3 separate regions of the Mus musculus genome follow, and regions 2 and 3 are each linked to region 1. Evidence: chromatin contacts called from public HiChIP or PLAC-seq data. All regions are on one chromosome and are shown on one strand. Each heading gives the region's core, a stretch centred on a gene start, on an enhancer-like site or on the middle of the called end of the contact. The rest is flanking DNA. Distances are from core to core; before and after follow the strand shown.

Region 1 (4,889 bases), core at 1,773-4,272:
GGAAGAGTGTGGCACTTGCCAGCCTCTTCTCAATAATTCATGAGGCTCAGACTAGGGGGCATTTCCTCAGACATGAGGCAAGCTGTCTTATCAGTATGCACTGAGTAACACAACTTACAACTTCTCAGCTTGAGGAAGCCCCGCCCCCTACCCCACCCCACCCCCCATAGGCCTAGTTCTTGCTTGTTACATCACTGGCTATCCATATCCAGTCCTCAGCACACTTTGTATACTGGACTCCTGCTTTCTGCTTTGTCTTCTTAGCTGATTTATATGTATTTGAAATGTTTGTTTTTGTTATTGTTGTTTGCTGTTGTTGTTTGAGACAGGGTTTCTCTGTATAGCCCAGGCTGTCCTGGCACTCTATCTGTAGATCAGGCTGGCCTCAAACTCACAGAGATCTGCCTGCCTCTGCCTCCTGGGTGCTGGGATTAAAAGCATGCACCACCACGCTAAGCTATGAAATGATTCTCTAGTAAATGCAAATCCTATTAAACATCAAAGCCCAGACCTCTGTTTCATAGACTCACTACTGAGCACACTGCCTAAGGTTGACAAGCTGATGATTTCACAATAAGCAACATTCTCCAAAAACCACCCATCTGGGCTGGGTGTGGGGGCGCACACCTTTAGCCCCAGCACTCAGGAGGCAGAGGTAGGTGAATCTCTGAACTCAAAGTCAGCCTGGTCTACAAAAAAAAAAAAAAAAAAAAAAAATAGTTCCAGCACAGCCAGGGCTACACAGAGAAATCCTGTCTCAAAATAAAGAAATGCATCCACTTTATCATCTTTTCTAAAGGAAAAGACTAACACCAGAAAGAGAGAGAGAGAGAGAGAGAGAGAGAGAGAGAGAGGGAGGGAGGGAGGGAGGGAGGGAGGGAGGGAGGGAGGGAGGAAGGAAGGAAGGAAGGAAGGAAGGAAGGAAGGAAGGAAGGAAGGAAGGAAGGAAGGACAGGAAAACCTAAGCAAGCACAAATTGCAGAGCAAACTACTACTACCTGCTGAGTTAATATTAGAAACTCCCTTTATTGTCTTTATGTCCCTTATGTTGCCTCAGAGTCTGGAAGGTTGCCCAGGGGCCAACACGGCTTTTCTTCCTGGTATATGGGAGCTCCAGGGGTGGACCCAGTTTAGTCACTGGCACTGCTTCTGTTGATGCCTCTCTGTGGTGCATTCTTAAGCCATCAAAGTTCACTAATTCTCCCAGGACCCTGGGAGAGAGATCAGGTCAACCCACTTGGCAGAGATGCAGAGATGAAAGTCTTGGGCTCAGAATCTATAGCTGGTGAGAATTTTATTTATCATCTACTGTACATCCTCGGTTCATAAAGGAAGAGTCTGGCCTATGGCAGTAATAATAACTACTGTTTGGTGAAAATAATCACTCCATACTTAGTCGTTTACAGTTAATCAAGCACTCTCACACATAACAGTTAGTTATTGAGCTAGAATAGATGGGTGGGCATGGAAAATCATAGCGCTCCCCGGTCTCCATATCTCCACCCTGTCTGTGGAAGTGGCTGGGCGACCCTTTGGCATCAGATAGACCCAGGACCTCCATCTTTTCACCCTGGGTATCACAGTGGTCATTTCCTGCCTGTCTGAAGATGAAGTCCTCAGTGGCTCTCAACCTGGCTAATGCTGCAACCCTTTAATTCAGTTCCTCATGTTGTGGCCCCCAGTCATAAAATTATTTTCATTGCTACTTCATAACTAATTTTTGCTACTGTTATGAATCATAATGAAAAAATTTGATATTTCCAATAGTCTTAGGCAAACCCAAAGGGGTTGTGACTCACAGGTTGAGAACCACTGGCAATAGACTTTGTGCCATAGGGAAAGATAGTGTCAGGCCTAGGCCAGCTGTCACAACTTATCACATTTGTCACCTGGCCTCCTCATCCCTCACTACATGGACACTGTGAGGAGCACAAGTGTCACCTCCACAGACAGTCTCAAAACATTCATTCATTTGCCCTTCTTGTATGTGATGTGTGGTGTGTGTGTGTGTGTGTTATTTTCTTACGCAGAGGGTCATCACACAAGGTTCACTCTCTAAATTCCTAACTAAGGTCCTAAGCCTGTCTCCCCAGGGCTTCTCAGCTGTGTAACATATCTTAACTGAAGGTTGGGTCTAGCCTCTATTAGTGGTCTCTGATTCGAGGGTCAGGATCCTTGGCAAGACTCTCCAGACACAGGGCAGATCTGGGTAGCTTCTCTCCAACTGTGCAGAGCAGAGCATTGCCCTTGGTCTCTGCTTTGATACTGTCCAATGGGCATCGTGGGGTGCTAGGACTGTGTCTGGTTATCCTGAGTGAGTGATGTTCTGGTTATCAGTACAGCCATGGGTGTAGTGGGGTTCCTGAATAAGCTATTTTTTACATGTCTAAAGGCATTTTTACTACGCTCATCATGGTGTGTTTCTGGGGCTGGGGGAGTAGGGTATGCACACATGTGCCTATACGAGAGGTCAACGTGGACTGTTTTCTACCACTCCCTATCTTATCTTTTTCTTGAGACGGGGTTTTTCACTGAGCCCGGAGCTCATGGATTGGCAAGACCAGATGACCAAAAGCCTCAACAATCATCTTGTCTGTGTATCTAAAGCTAGGAATACAGCTGTTAGGTGACAAGCCCTGCTTTTTATGTTAATGCTGAAGATCCAAACTCAGGCCAGCATGCTTGCTCAACAACCATTTTACCAAATGAGTTGTCTGTGCAGTCCTGCATACAAACCCAGGCTTTTTATAAAGGAAGAATTATTTGGAGTTTAAGGAAGCAAAACAAAAATAAATAAAATTGCAAAGCTTCCTCTCCAACGACTCTCCTAAGACCCCATCCCAAAAAAAGGTGGACCAGCAGAAGTGGGAGGAGCAGCTGGGGCACAGGAAAAGCTGGGGGTTCTGGTAGAAGAGGTGTGGGGGTCTTGAAGGAAACTTGGACTGAGAATTTGCGGGAGTCCCAAATCAGGCAAAGGGGCGCGGGGCGCCAGCAGGGAGCGCTCGCAACCGCCGCGGCTCCCGCCTAGTCCCGGGCCGTCGCAGAGCCGGTCCTAGAAGAGGGGCAGGCAGTCTGGGAAGTCAGAGCTCTCCCAGCTAGACCAGCCTCCCGCCCTTTGAACAGTCCCCTCCCCTAGCAGAGTTCAACCCAACCCCCTGGCCTGAACTATGCAGAAAGCGGGACGGCTGTTAGGTGGTTGGACTCAAGCGTGGATGTCGGTGAGGATGGCCAGTTCCGGGTTGACTCGTCGAAACCCTCTCTCCAATAAGGTGGCCCTGGTCACAGCCTCCACCGACGGGTGAGTACCAGAGCCAGAGTCTTCATCCAGAAACAAGTACTCTTTAACTCCTGGACTGTTGTCCTCGAGCCTCAGATGCGGCCAAAGGCCACCCCGAGGGAGAAAAAGGAAACCCACATGGTGGACCTGAAATCGCTCCGAATCCCCGACCTGGCCCTGCCACAGGCTAGCCCTTGTATCACTGTTGCCTTCGGCTTTGTGAGAGCTCGGCGCTGCCAGAAGGACCCAGGTCCCGGTGCTTCTGGGCTGCCCCAATCGACAGCTCCACCTAGAGTCTGGGAAGACCAAAACAACCAGTCACGGCTTCAAAGCTCTGCTTGCTGTTCTTGCTCCCTAGGGACCCCTTACCTGGATCCCGTGCCCAGATCTTTACTTCAGTCTGTATATTTGGGCCTCCGTGCCCAGCCTGTCTCACCCACCACTCTCAACTATCCAGTTTTTTAATCCCCACAGGACCTTACTAAATTAAAAAACTCCTTGAAAATCTGTAATGCAGATGTCTATGAAAAGCTAACATCTGGCTATTATAAAATATGTAATTGATATTTACATTTTGAGCCATGCTTTTTTTGGTGAAGGCCCCCCCCAAATATATCAAAAGATAGAATTGTGAGGTTGTAGTGTGGTAAGAGGTATTTGGGGATATGGGCTTCTTCCAGCAAGGCCCCTAAGTCCATGGCAACTGAACACTCATCTATTTCTCTCCCCTCTTTCCCAACTGGACATAGGTACAATAATCGGTCATGAAGGCTGTGGCAGGTGATGTCAGTCCCGGGAACTGGGGTAAAAGACAAGATCATAATAAAATCATCTGAGCTTATCCTTCTGTCCGCACCATTAAAAGCCTACTCTACCTAGTAGAAATGCGTGAAGCTCGAATACAGGGAGAGCGAGGGTCCAGTGCTGAAAGCCTGAAAGCAGAGCCCACGCATGCTCTCGCCCTCTTCTCTGCGGTAGAGGCCTTGACAGTGTGTCACCTTTTACCCTCGTAGGATCGGCTTTGCCATCGCCCGGCGCCTGGCTGAAGATGGGGCCCACGTGGTCGTCAGCAGCCGCAAACAGCAGAATGTGGACCGTGCAGTGGCCACACTACAGGGAGAGGGCCTGAGTGTGACTGGCATCGTGTGCCACGTGGGGAAGGCAGAGGATCGAGAAAAGCTGATAACCACGGTGAGCAGGCAGAATATGGGTGCTGGGCCAAGGCATGGCAGAAGGGAGGCAAGGCAGCCTGTGCCTTCCTGCCTGGTTTCTAGGACTGCATTGGTGAGATACAACCCATGCTGACCCCTGTTAGCATCCTAATGCTCACACCCAAACTCGTCCACCAATATTATTTTAAACATTAATTTCATTATGTTTCATTCTGAGTATGGTAGGGGAGTACTTGTTAGTGTAGGTGGCCATGGGGGCCAGAAGAGAGTCTTGAACCCTCTAAAGCTGGAGTTACAGGTGGCCATAAGCCACCTGATATGGGTGCTGGGGACTGACCTTAGGTCCTTTATGAGAAAAGTACATCCTTTTACCTACTGAGCCATCTCTCCAGACTCTCACCAATACATTTTTATTGTGTACCCTTTTCGGTTATGTCTGC
Region 2 (4,889 bases), core at 1,551-4,050, 270 kb before region 1:
CTTAGGGTCCTATTTAGGAAGTCCTTGACTAAGCCTACGCCCCCCCTCCCCCCACACCAGTTCTATGAAGTTTGTCATTGGAATTTTAATGGGGATTGCATTGACTGTGTGGATTGTTTTGGTAGTATAGCCATTTTCGCAGTAGTAGTTCTGCCCAATCTCAGAGCATCATCTAGGGCTTGATTTCTTCTTGGGTGTCTCTCACTTCCTAGGCACTCATTTCTTTCCCACTATGGTGAATGGGATAATTTTCTTACATTTTTTTCTCAACACATTCATTAGATGGACTAATCGTCAAAAACTGTAAGCAAGTCCTCAATGAAAGCTTTCTTTTGTATGCTGTTTGGTCATGGTGTCTCCTTACAGCAAAAACAAAACAGTTACTAAGACACCACTACCAAGTTGGTTTCATTTTATTGGTACATATGACACTTCCTGAGTTTGTTTTAGTTTTTTTGGGGGGTGGGGGGTTGAGACAGGGTTTCTCTGTGTAGCCCTGGATGCCCTGGAACTTGCTCTGTAGACCAGGCTGGCCTTAAACTCAGAGATCTGCTTGCATCTGCCTCCTGAGTGTTAGGATCAAAAGCATGTGTCACTACTGCTTGGCTAAGTTATTGATCTTTATGGAGAGTGTTTATTAATCTAGTAGTTTTCTGGTGGAGTCTGTAGGGTCTTTTGAGTATAGAACCACCTCATTTGCACACACAGGTAAGCTGACTTCTTTCCTACTGATATTATTTTTATATATCTCTCTTATCTAATTGTTCTAGCTCAGATCTTTAGCATAGTTTTGAATAGGAGTGGAGAGAGTGGGCATCTTGTCTCAGTCCAGATTTTAGAGAAAAGGCCCCCAGTTTTCTCCCATTTAGTATAGTGCTGGTGTGAGTATATAGCCTTTATTGTGTTGAGGTAGGTTCTGTTTTTTTTTTTTTTCCAGAACTTTATCATCATGGCATGCTGAGCTTTGTCAAATACCTCTTCTGCATCCATAAATATAGTAAGATAGCATGTGATTTTTGTCCTTATATCTATTTACATGGTAATTACACTTAGTTATTTGTGTGTGTTGAACCAGCCTGCATCCTTGAAATAAAACCAACTTGATAATGGTGTCTTAGTTACTGTTTTCTTATTGCTCTAAAGAGACACCATGGCCAAGGAAGCATATAAAGGAAGACATTTCATTGAAGGCTTGCTTACAGCTTTAGGCCGTTAGTCCATGGCTTTCTTGGTGGAAGAACACATGGCGGCAGGCAGGCAGATATGTTGTGGGACCAGAGTTATTGGATCCACCTGGAGCTGGAGTTACAGTTGACTATGAACAGCATGATAAAAATGCTCAGAATTGAACTTGGGTCCATCTGCAAGTGCAATATATGCTCTTAACTGCTGAATCATCTCTCTAGCCCGTATTTTTTAAAATTACCTCCCTCCTCTCTTTCCCTGTCTCTCAGTCTCTCTGTGTGAAGGTGAGTGGTGAGTGCAGGTGCCTATAGAAGCCAGAAACCACCAGGTCCTCTAGAGCTGGGATTACAGGCAGTGGAGAGCCACCTGATGTGGGTGTTGGGAACTGAACTCCAGTTCTCCGAAAAGAAGCAAGCAGCCTTAGCTGGAGTCCTCTCTCCAGTCCCTGAGCTGGAATGTGCTATTGGATTTTTGTTATTATTATCTTTTAAATCTGTCTTTGGAATTAGGGTAATGCTGGCTTTTTGAGTTTGGTTGTGTTCCTTCTCTTTCTCGTTGATGGAATGGCTTGAGAAGTGTTGATGTTGGATCTGCCTTAAAGTGTTGATAAAATTCATCAGAGAATCTGCAGGGAGCCTTTTCATAGGGAGGCTTAAATCACTGCTTCAATCTCATTGTTTGCTAACAGTTTGTTTAAATTGTTTCTGTAGTCTGGCTTTGATATTGGTAGGTCACATTAGTTTGAAAATTTAGCCATTATTTTGGGTTTCCCAGGTTTTTAAAATAAAGCTTTTCTCAGTCTTTCCAAAGTATTGTCTGGGTTTCATTGGCATCTGTTGTAACAACTCTTCTTTAATCCCTTAGTTTCTTTATTTGTATCTTCTTCTTTGTGTTGGTTTAGCTAAGGGTTTGCTATACTGTCAATCGTCTCAAAGAACCAACTATTTGCTTAAGTGATTTTTTAAAAGAACTTTAAAATTCTTTCTCTCTCCCCCATCCCCCACCCTCCCTCTCTCCCTCCCTCCCTGTGTGTGTGTGTGTGTGTGTGTGTGTGTGTGTTGGATATTTGCATGCTTATATGGTGCACACAGATGCTAGAAACACTGGGTTCCCACAAAGATGGATGTATAAGTGGTTGAGAACTGCCAGATGTGCCAGCTGTATGTGCTCTTGACTTCTGTGCCGTCTCTCCAGGCCCTGTTTGAAAGATTTTATGTATCGTTCTCTTAGTATTTATTGTGTGTGTGTGTGTGTGTGTGTGTGTGTGTGTTTTAAAATCTAATCTTATGTTTGTTACTGTGTATTGGGCTTGGGTTTGGCTTCTTCCTGTTTATCTGAAGGAGCCTGAAGGGGCATCATTAGGTCATTTGCTTGAGGGGTCTCTAATGTCAACATGAGCACTTACTGCTAATTCTTTCTTTCAGAACTCTTGGCTGTGTTCTAGAGGTTCTCTGGGCTGTGTGTGACTTTGACTCGGAATTAATCTTTGATTTCTTCAGTAGCCTACTGTTCATTCAAAACTGTTTTCTTCACTTTCCATGTATTTCTGTAGTTGCTGTGGTTACTATGGCTGTGGTTGCTATGGCTGTGGTTGCTATGACTGTGGTTGCTATGACTGTGGTTGCTATGGCTGTGGTTTCTATGGCCGTGGATTTGTAGTTTTATTCCACTGTGGTCTGATAAGGAGCCAGGAATGATTTTGAATTTTTTTTCTTGTACTTCTTAAGGTTTGCTTTGTGGCCTATGATGTGATCAATTTTAGAGAAGGCTCCATCTGTCACTGAGAAGAGTGTGTATTCTTAACTTTTGGATGGAATAGTCCAGAAATACCTTTTAATCAAGTTGTTCTATGATCCAATTTAGCTGTGAGGCTTCATTACTGATTTTACTTTAGAAGACCTATCTCATGACGAGAGGAGGGTATAGAAGCTCCTCACTACCTCTGCATCAGGACCAGCATGGCCTTTTATTCCTTTGGTATCTGTTTAAAAAAACTGAGAGCCCCAATGTTTGTTGCATAAGTCCTTATAATTGTTATATGCCCCTGATGGTTTGTTTCCTTTATTAATATATAGTGGCCTTTAAAACTCTCTTCTGACCAGTTCTGCTTGAAGTATACTTAATCAGATGGAAGAATCAGCCTATAGGCTGCTGTATCTTCTGTTAGAACTCTCCAGCATTTGATTCAGTTTTGGGATGTCTTTCCAAGTTAAGTGAGTTTCTTGGGTACCACAGATATTGGATCTTATATATTTTTAAATTCATTTAGTCTACATTTTTATTGATGGATTATTTATTAACAAGGTTGTTATTGGGATGAGCTTGGTATTTCCTATGATTTTGCTAATTGTCCTGGTCAGTCAGATTACCTGTGCTTCTCTCATTCCTACTCTGTTAGTGTTAGCAGTTTTCTGGTTTGCTATGTTGGGCATGGTTGGGTTGGATCTCTCCTGCTCTTTCATTATCCGTTCCTCTCAGGGGATGAACTTTCTTGCAGGCGAGACTTCCTCCTCTTTTTCTGTATACTATTTCTTTAAGCATTTTCCACAGTGCTGGCTTCATTGCTACACGTTGGCTTAATTTCGTTTTGTCTTCAAATATTTTCAGTTCTCTATCAATTTAAAGAGGTAACTGTGTTAGATAAAGCCATTTTGGTTGTGTCGTTTACTCTCAGAGGTTTAAATATACCATGCTATGCTTTCAGGGTTGCTGGTGAAGCTCTGACATTGTGATGTTTCTGATGATGTGTTGTTGGTGTTTTCTTCCCCTCAGAGCTTGTCATACTGTTTCTTTGTTTTGCATTTTTGACTATGAGATGTCATGGGGAGGTGGTTTACTGCTCATGTTTATTGTTTACATGGCTCTTGTGTTTAGATGTCCATTTCTTTTTCTAGGTTTGGGAATTTTCCTCCTATAAGTTCGTTAACTAAATTATCTACACCTTTTGACTTTGTCTGTGATCTTTTTAGTCTGTGAGTTCTTAGGTCCAGTCTCTTGACTATATTTCAAACTCCTTGGAAGTTGGATCACCCCCAACAGTGTTGTGTTCTGTTGCATAACGCCTTGACTATACGATCATCTTGAATCTGTCCTCCGCTCTTTAATCTGATTCTCCTGTTTGATCTTGTTTGTTGATCATGCTTTCTATTGTGTTTCTTATTTGAGTGGTTGACTCTTTTTCCTCTCTCTCCCTTCCCCCTCCCTCTTTCTCTCTTCTCCTTTCTTTCTTTCTTTCTTTCTTTCTTTCTTTCTTTCTTTCTTTCTTTCTTTCTTCCTTTCTTCCTTCCTTCCTTTCTTTCTTTCTTTCTTTCTTTCTTTCTTTCTTTCTTTCTTTCTTTCTTTCTTTCTTTCTTCCCCTTTTTCAGCAATTGTTTTTCTTGTCCTAGTCTTAAATTGATCTCCTTGCTTTACCCACTTATTTGAGTCCTCTTATGGTCACTGGTCCTTTTAAAAATAAGACTCTAAATTCATTATCAGCCCTCTCAGTGTCTCACTTCCATTATTGGGGAGCTGTGGGGTTGTGGGTTTTCACCACAGCCTTTGTGCTCTTTGTTGTGTTTTGTGCATCTATGGATGGGTGAGTCTTCCACTTCTGCCCTTTCCCAGTCCTCTGGCTCCTTGGTTTTGTTTATGTCAGTCGTTCTGATGGGTTGTCTTCACTAGGAACTATGTTTCCTGTTGCTGTTGATGGAAGAGACAGCTGC
Region 3 (4,889 bases), core at 1,684-4,183, 260 kb before region 1:
TCTATTGCAGGTGCTCTAACAACTGAACTGTATCCCAGCCCTTTAGACTTCAGTTTTAGCCACATTTAACAACAATTAAATTGAATTAAAGACTAAGTGTAGCTAGGCACATATGGCACAAGCCTTTTAGTCTCAGGACTTGGGAATTAGAGGTCGGGGATCTCTGGGAGCCTGAGGCCATTCTAGGCAACCAGAGTGAGTTTCAGGACAACCAAGGCTACAGAATGTGACCTCATCTCAAAAAATTAAATATAGTAAACACAATCCTTTCACTCTCAGGAAAAAGAATTCGTTTATTCATTTAACAAATATTCGTCGAGCTGCCATCACATGCTAAGCCTTGCGCTGAGCACACAGCCATGAATGAAGCAAAGGTCCTGCTCTTTAGATGATTTGTACTCACAAGACAGGGATATGTACATAGTATGTTAGGTGATGATAAATGTCATTCGGGATAAGTAAGCAGGGGAAGGGGACAGAGACTGATCTCAGAGGATGTCGCCACTTACGCAGGATGGTTGCAGTAGGCTGGACCATGTGAGGAGAGGGAGGAGGGGAGAGGGGGAAGAGGAGAGGGGAGGTGGGAAAGGAAAGGGAAAAGGGGTGAAGGGGAGAGGGGGGAGGGATGTGAGAGGAGGGAAGAGGGGAGAAGCAGAAGACCAAAAGGCCAGGGAGGGTAAAGGGTAGACAAAAGGACCAGGTCACCAAAATGGCTGGATGATGTAGGGAAAGGCAGTTGGGGGAAGGGCTGCCCAGCCACTGGACTGGAGAAGTTTAGGGTAAAGAGCAGGGTATGCCAGCCGCACCCTGTAACAGGTAGGAACTGAGGGATGCTGGGAGAACCGGCTGACCAGGTACGCTTTGATATGTTGAATATACACCAGAATTAGCTGTTTGTCCCAAGTTTGAGAGCCAACACAGAGTGTTTGTGCGCTAAGTCAGCAAAGAACAACATCCTTGAGGTGAGAAGGATTCAGAGGTCAGGCTTAGGTCAGCTTTATATCAGAGCGCTGCAGCTTATCCTCGGAGGGAAAGCAGAGAGTTTGAGATGTAGGTAGGGGATGGGCAGTCTCTCTGTTGCACCTTCTTCCCTGTACCATAAGAAGCAAGGTCATCAACCGAAAGAGCAGAACCAAATGATGTTAGGAATTTAAGGAAAGAAAAGGCTATGAGAGAATTGTCTATAAGGAATAAGAGAGACCTGTGGTATAGATAGCTCAGTTGGGCGAACGTTTGCCTCACAAGTATGAAGCCCTGGGTTTGATCCCCAGCACTGCACAAACCAAGTGTGGTGGTACACTCTTATAATTCAGCTCTCAGAGGTAGAGGTGGGAGGGTCACAAGTTCAAAGTCATCCTCAGTAACACAGGGAGTTAATGATGAGAGTGGGTCACTAAAGAAGTGAATTGGGGCAGAGGGACTGCACTAAAGGTTTGCCCGGTGGACATGAATTTAGCACACTGAGCTTGTGCTGGTGACCCATGTGCCCTTGGGTCCATCTGCCTCCTTCCAAGTATGCTCTCTGGAGAGCAGCTCACATCTGGTGCAAGGGGGAACTTCACAGGATGATGTAGTAACATTTTTTCCTTTTTGTAATCAAAGTTTAAACAATGTAATTGTCCATCAGCAGGGGAAAAGAATAGGCTAATTTTATGTCTGTGCAATAGTTATAGCTGCACAAATGAATAAACTAGAGAAGCTACTTGTCCAGTTCAATAGCCAAGTCCTAAGACTGCAGAGAACTAGGAAGTTTCGTATGTTTAGAGTGATAATACCATGCTTAGTAAAGTACCAAAGCAAGAGAAATGCTCTGTGTGCATTGCTGCATACATAGTAGAGATGCAAACTTGTGGACAAGAGGGAAGCAGGTAACTTCTGGATGATGGTGCCGCTTGGGAAGGCAGGGAGACGGGAATGGGATACGGAAGAGGCACAGAAGAACTTCTGTTCAAGTTTTAATACTTTTTTTTTTTTAACGTTTAAATAGAAGTTGGAGAAAACAGGAAGAAATGTCAGTGCTTGTCAAATGTGGGTAGCAGCTTTATCACCCATCTCGGTTCTTCATCTTTGAAATGTTTCCCAATAGACTTGGTGTATGCTATATGTAGGGATGTCACCACTTTCAAAGAAGAGATAAGCACATGTCTAAAACTCACGGTACCCCATTGTGAGGTGACAGCCTTTCAATCTGCAAATGATTCTCGAGTACCTAAACATTGCACAACAGTGCCTGAGGTCTTAGGGAACCTGCAGAGAATGAACAACGTTTACAAAGATGCCAGGAGGAGGCGTGTGCTGCTGGCAGAAACATCTGGTGCTCTGTGACAAATATGCCTCCAGAGGGGTCAAAATGGTAGATTAGAATGGAGTGGATTTGATTTTAAAAAAAAGAAAAGAAAGAAAGAAGGAAAAGAAAAGAAAAAAGAAAAGATTTTAGAATGTGGTGAGTTTGATAAAAATCTGCTGCAGTGTTTCCTGGTGCTCACAGCTCTTCAGGATTTTTTTCTGTGACAGTTTCCTTTAGGATATCTTGGCCACTTGGATATCTATTGCCCTGGTTCTGTATGATATAAATGTATACATATACATATATATATATATTTGCATTTATTTAATAGATATGTACTGACACATAACCTAACTCAGTTCTCTGGGTCTTCTCTCTTACTGCAATTGCCATTTTCTCTGTAATGACTCTAGGAATAAAGTGGTCTTCTTCCTAATCTTCTGTTACTAGGGACCCATCTGGGGCCATAGAAGGGTGTGCCTCAGGGGGTGACCCTGAGGTAGTTCTAAGGACACAGCGTGAGTCATCAAAAGGGTTTGGGAGTGTTACAGAAAATAAGCAGGGTGATCTTAAGGGCGGCGACTGAGAAGCGAGAGAGGATGGGATAGACCTCTATAAAGCAGGCGGCTGTCACCCGCGTAGTTTTGTGACTGCTGCAGCTTGAGACATCCCTCCAGGAATCTGAGTGCCTGAGTCCACTGGCCCGAGGTAGGTTTGCCGTATTCTTCCAAGGCTCCCTGACCTCAGAAATGGAGGGCTGTAGAGTTTAGGGAGATCAGAGGCTTTTAGGACCCACACACTCTTAGCACAGGTCCTCTGCTGAAAGGGAGAGAGTTGGCTTCCAGAGGATTGGGGCGGTCAGTAACTGCACTGTGCATCACTGGAAGTGTGAGCCCACAGACAGGGAATGTCCAAAGGCCCGCACTCATTTTCCAGAACTTCTTATTGATTCTTTGTGCATTTTACATCATGCACCCTAAACCCACTCGTCTCCCAGTCCCTCCATATCCTCCTTCCACTCTTGCAACTTTCCCCCCAAAAGAAAACAAACAAAATATCCCACCATGTAAACTTCCGTGTGTCACAGTGTGTCATACAGTATACTCTTTTGCCTAAATAGCTTTTCTTGCAAATACTCATTGCAATGGCTCATTGGTCTGGTTAGAGGCCACTAGCTCCTGCTACACTACCAGTACTGATCCTCCCCGGGACTCCTGTCAGATATCTTCTTGTTGCTCTGTATTGTGCAGATCTTACAGCTTTCCTTCTGGAGGACCAGCCTCTTCACACACACCAGCAGTTCACAGATGGAGTAGATGTTGGGGTGGGCCAACTCAAAGCCCTGGATCTGGGCCTGGGTGGAAACCTGACAACTCTCCCGTTCTTACACATGGGTGTCAGCTCTTCCCCACCCAAGTAGCACAGCTGGCAAGGGTCAGCTCACCTCCTCTCTCACTGTTGGGCTCACTCCCCCACACCTATGCCACCAGGGCTAGCTCTACTGTCTTGGCCATACCACCCTGAATGCTCCTGATCTCACCTGCACACACTTTTGTTGGAGGAATGGATAATCATTTCCGGTGTACCAGGACATAAAAGACGGAATCTAGATTCTTCACTGTGAAACTATCAGCTACTCTAGAGACACCAGTGTGCTGAGCTGCTCCCTTCACAGAGACCTAGACTTTGCTCCCACCAAGCCAGGGCAGAGGATGGAGGAACCATGGGGCTAAACTAGAGCGCATTAGACCTGGAAGAGTCTTTTGGGGTCTTCTAGGAATCCTGCCATCTCAGAAGTTGCTACAGGTCCCACTGCAAATGTGTGGCATATTATGTAAGAAAATTGAATAATATGCCAACTTACAAACAAGTGTGGGGAATGGAAAGGGTTAAATGAGGCTGAACTCCATTAAAAAGAATTGTAAAGAAGCCACTTGGCAGAAATACAAATTCCTCCAGAGCCAGCTCTTTTGGAAATCAATGCAGGTTCCTGTTTGCAGCCCGGTTTTGGAAGTTGTTCTTAACTTGTGCCTTTTGCAGTTAGCTGGGAAGCATGTGGGGCCTGGTGCTGACCACTTGGGGCTGCACAAAGCCCTTCCTATGCACCCTTCTGCAGAAAAGAGGCCTTTTGTCCTGCTGAAATACTTAGGCTTGTGTGGTCATTTTCCTGAGACCCCCAAATTCATTTCTAACAAAAGTGGCTTGCTCTTCCCCAAAGCTAGCTAATTACAAATAGTAACAGCTGACTTTTCTTTTTCTTCCTTTCTTTCTTCCTTCCTTCCTTCCTTCCTTCCTTCCTTCCTTTCTTTCTTTCAGATTTATTTATTTATTTTATGTATGTGAGTACGCTGTAGCTGTACAGATGGTTGTGATCCTTTATGTAGTTGTTGGGAATTGAATTTTTTAGGACCTCTGCTTGCTCTGGTCAACCCCGCTCACTCCAGTCGGCCTCCGCACGCTCAGTCCCTGCTTGCTCCAGCCCAAAACACGTAAGTACACTGTAGCTGACTTCACCAGAAGAGGGCATCAGATCTCATTACAGGTGGTTGTGAGCCACCATGTGGTTGCTGGGATTTGAACTCAGAACCTTCAGAAGAGCAGT

What was found. HiChIP or PLAC-seq counts read pairs in DNA pulled down with a chosen protein or histone mark.
Region 2: a contact with region 1 is called in an H3K4me3 HiChIP or PLAC-seq map of forebrain, with 4 times the contacts expected there. The contact joins the enhancer-like site here to the promoter of Dhrs4 in region 1. A contact is called at or near these places in 11 of 39 promoter capture datasets (the 3T3-L1 cell line, the HPC-7 cell line, cranial neural crest and 6 more), 1 of 484 Hi-C or Micro-C datasets (muscle stem cells), 5 of 115 datasets of contacts at active chromatin or transcription factors (bone marrow-derived macrophages, embryonic basal ganglia, forebrain and 1 more) and 3 of 9 other capture datasets (adipose tissue, embryonic stem cells and liver).
Region 3: an H3K4me3 HiChIP or PLAC-seq map of embryonic basal ganglia shows a contact between it and region 1, with 3 times the contacts expected there. The contact joins the promoter of Dhrs2 here to the promoter of Dhrs4 in region 1. A contact is called at or near these places in 4 of 39 promoter capture datasets (the HPC-7 cell line, cranial neural crest, pre-B cells and 1 more), 3 of 115 datasets of contacts at active chromatin or transcription factors (embryonic basal ganglia, forebrain and stem cell-derived neural progenitor cells) and 3 of 9 other capture datasets (embryonic stem cells, liver and pancreatic islet).

Annotation. Positions count from the first base shown.
Region 1 is chr14:55,475,736-55,480,624 of GRCm38.p6, forward strand. It overlaps Dhrs4 (dehydrogenase/reductase (SDR family) member 4), which reads left to right and starts at 3,023. Exons shown (of 8, transcript NM_001037938.2): 1 at 3,023-3,298; 2 at 4,291-4,468. The coding sequence starts at 3,168.
Region 2 is chr14:55,202,456-55,207,344 of GRCm38.p6, forward strand. No RefSeq gene overlaps it. Among named protein-coding and RNA genes, the nearest start is that of Dhrs2, 17 kb to the right of the region's middle. Within about 2 kb of position 2,801, at least 52 of the 459 cell types and tissues checked have an H3K27ac peak or open chromatin away from gene starts, as enhancers often do. A contact at or near this core is called in embryonic basal ganglia and forebrain, where this site is marked.
Region 3 is chr14:55,219,074-55,223,962 of GRCm38.p6, forward strand. Dhrs2 (dehydrogenase/reductase member 2) reads left to right here and starts at 2,934. Exons shown (of 11, transcript NM_027790.2): 1 at 2,934-2,995; 2 at 4,695-4,776.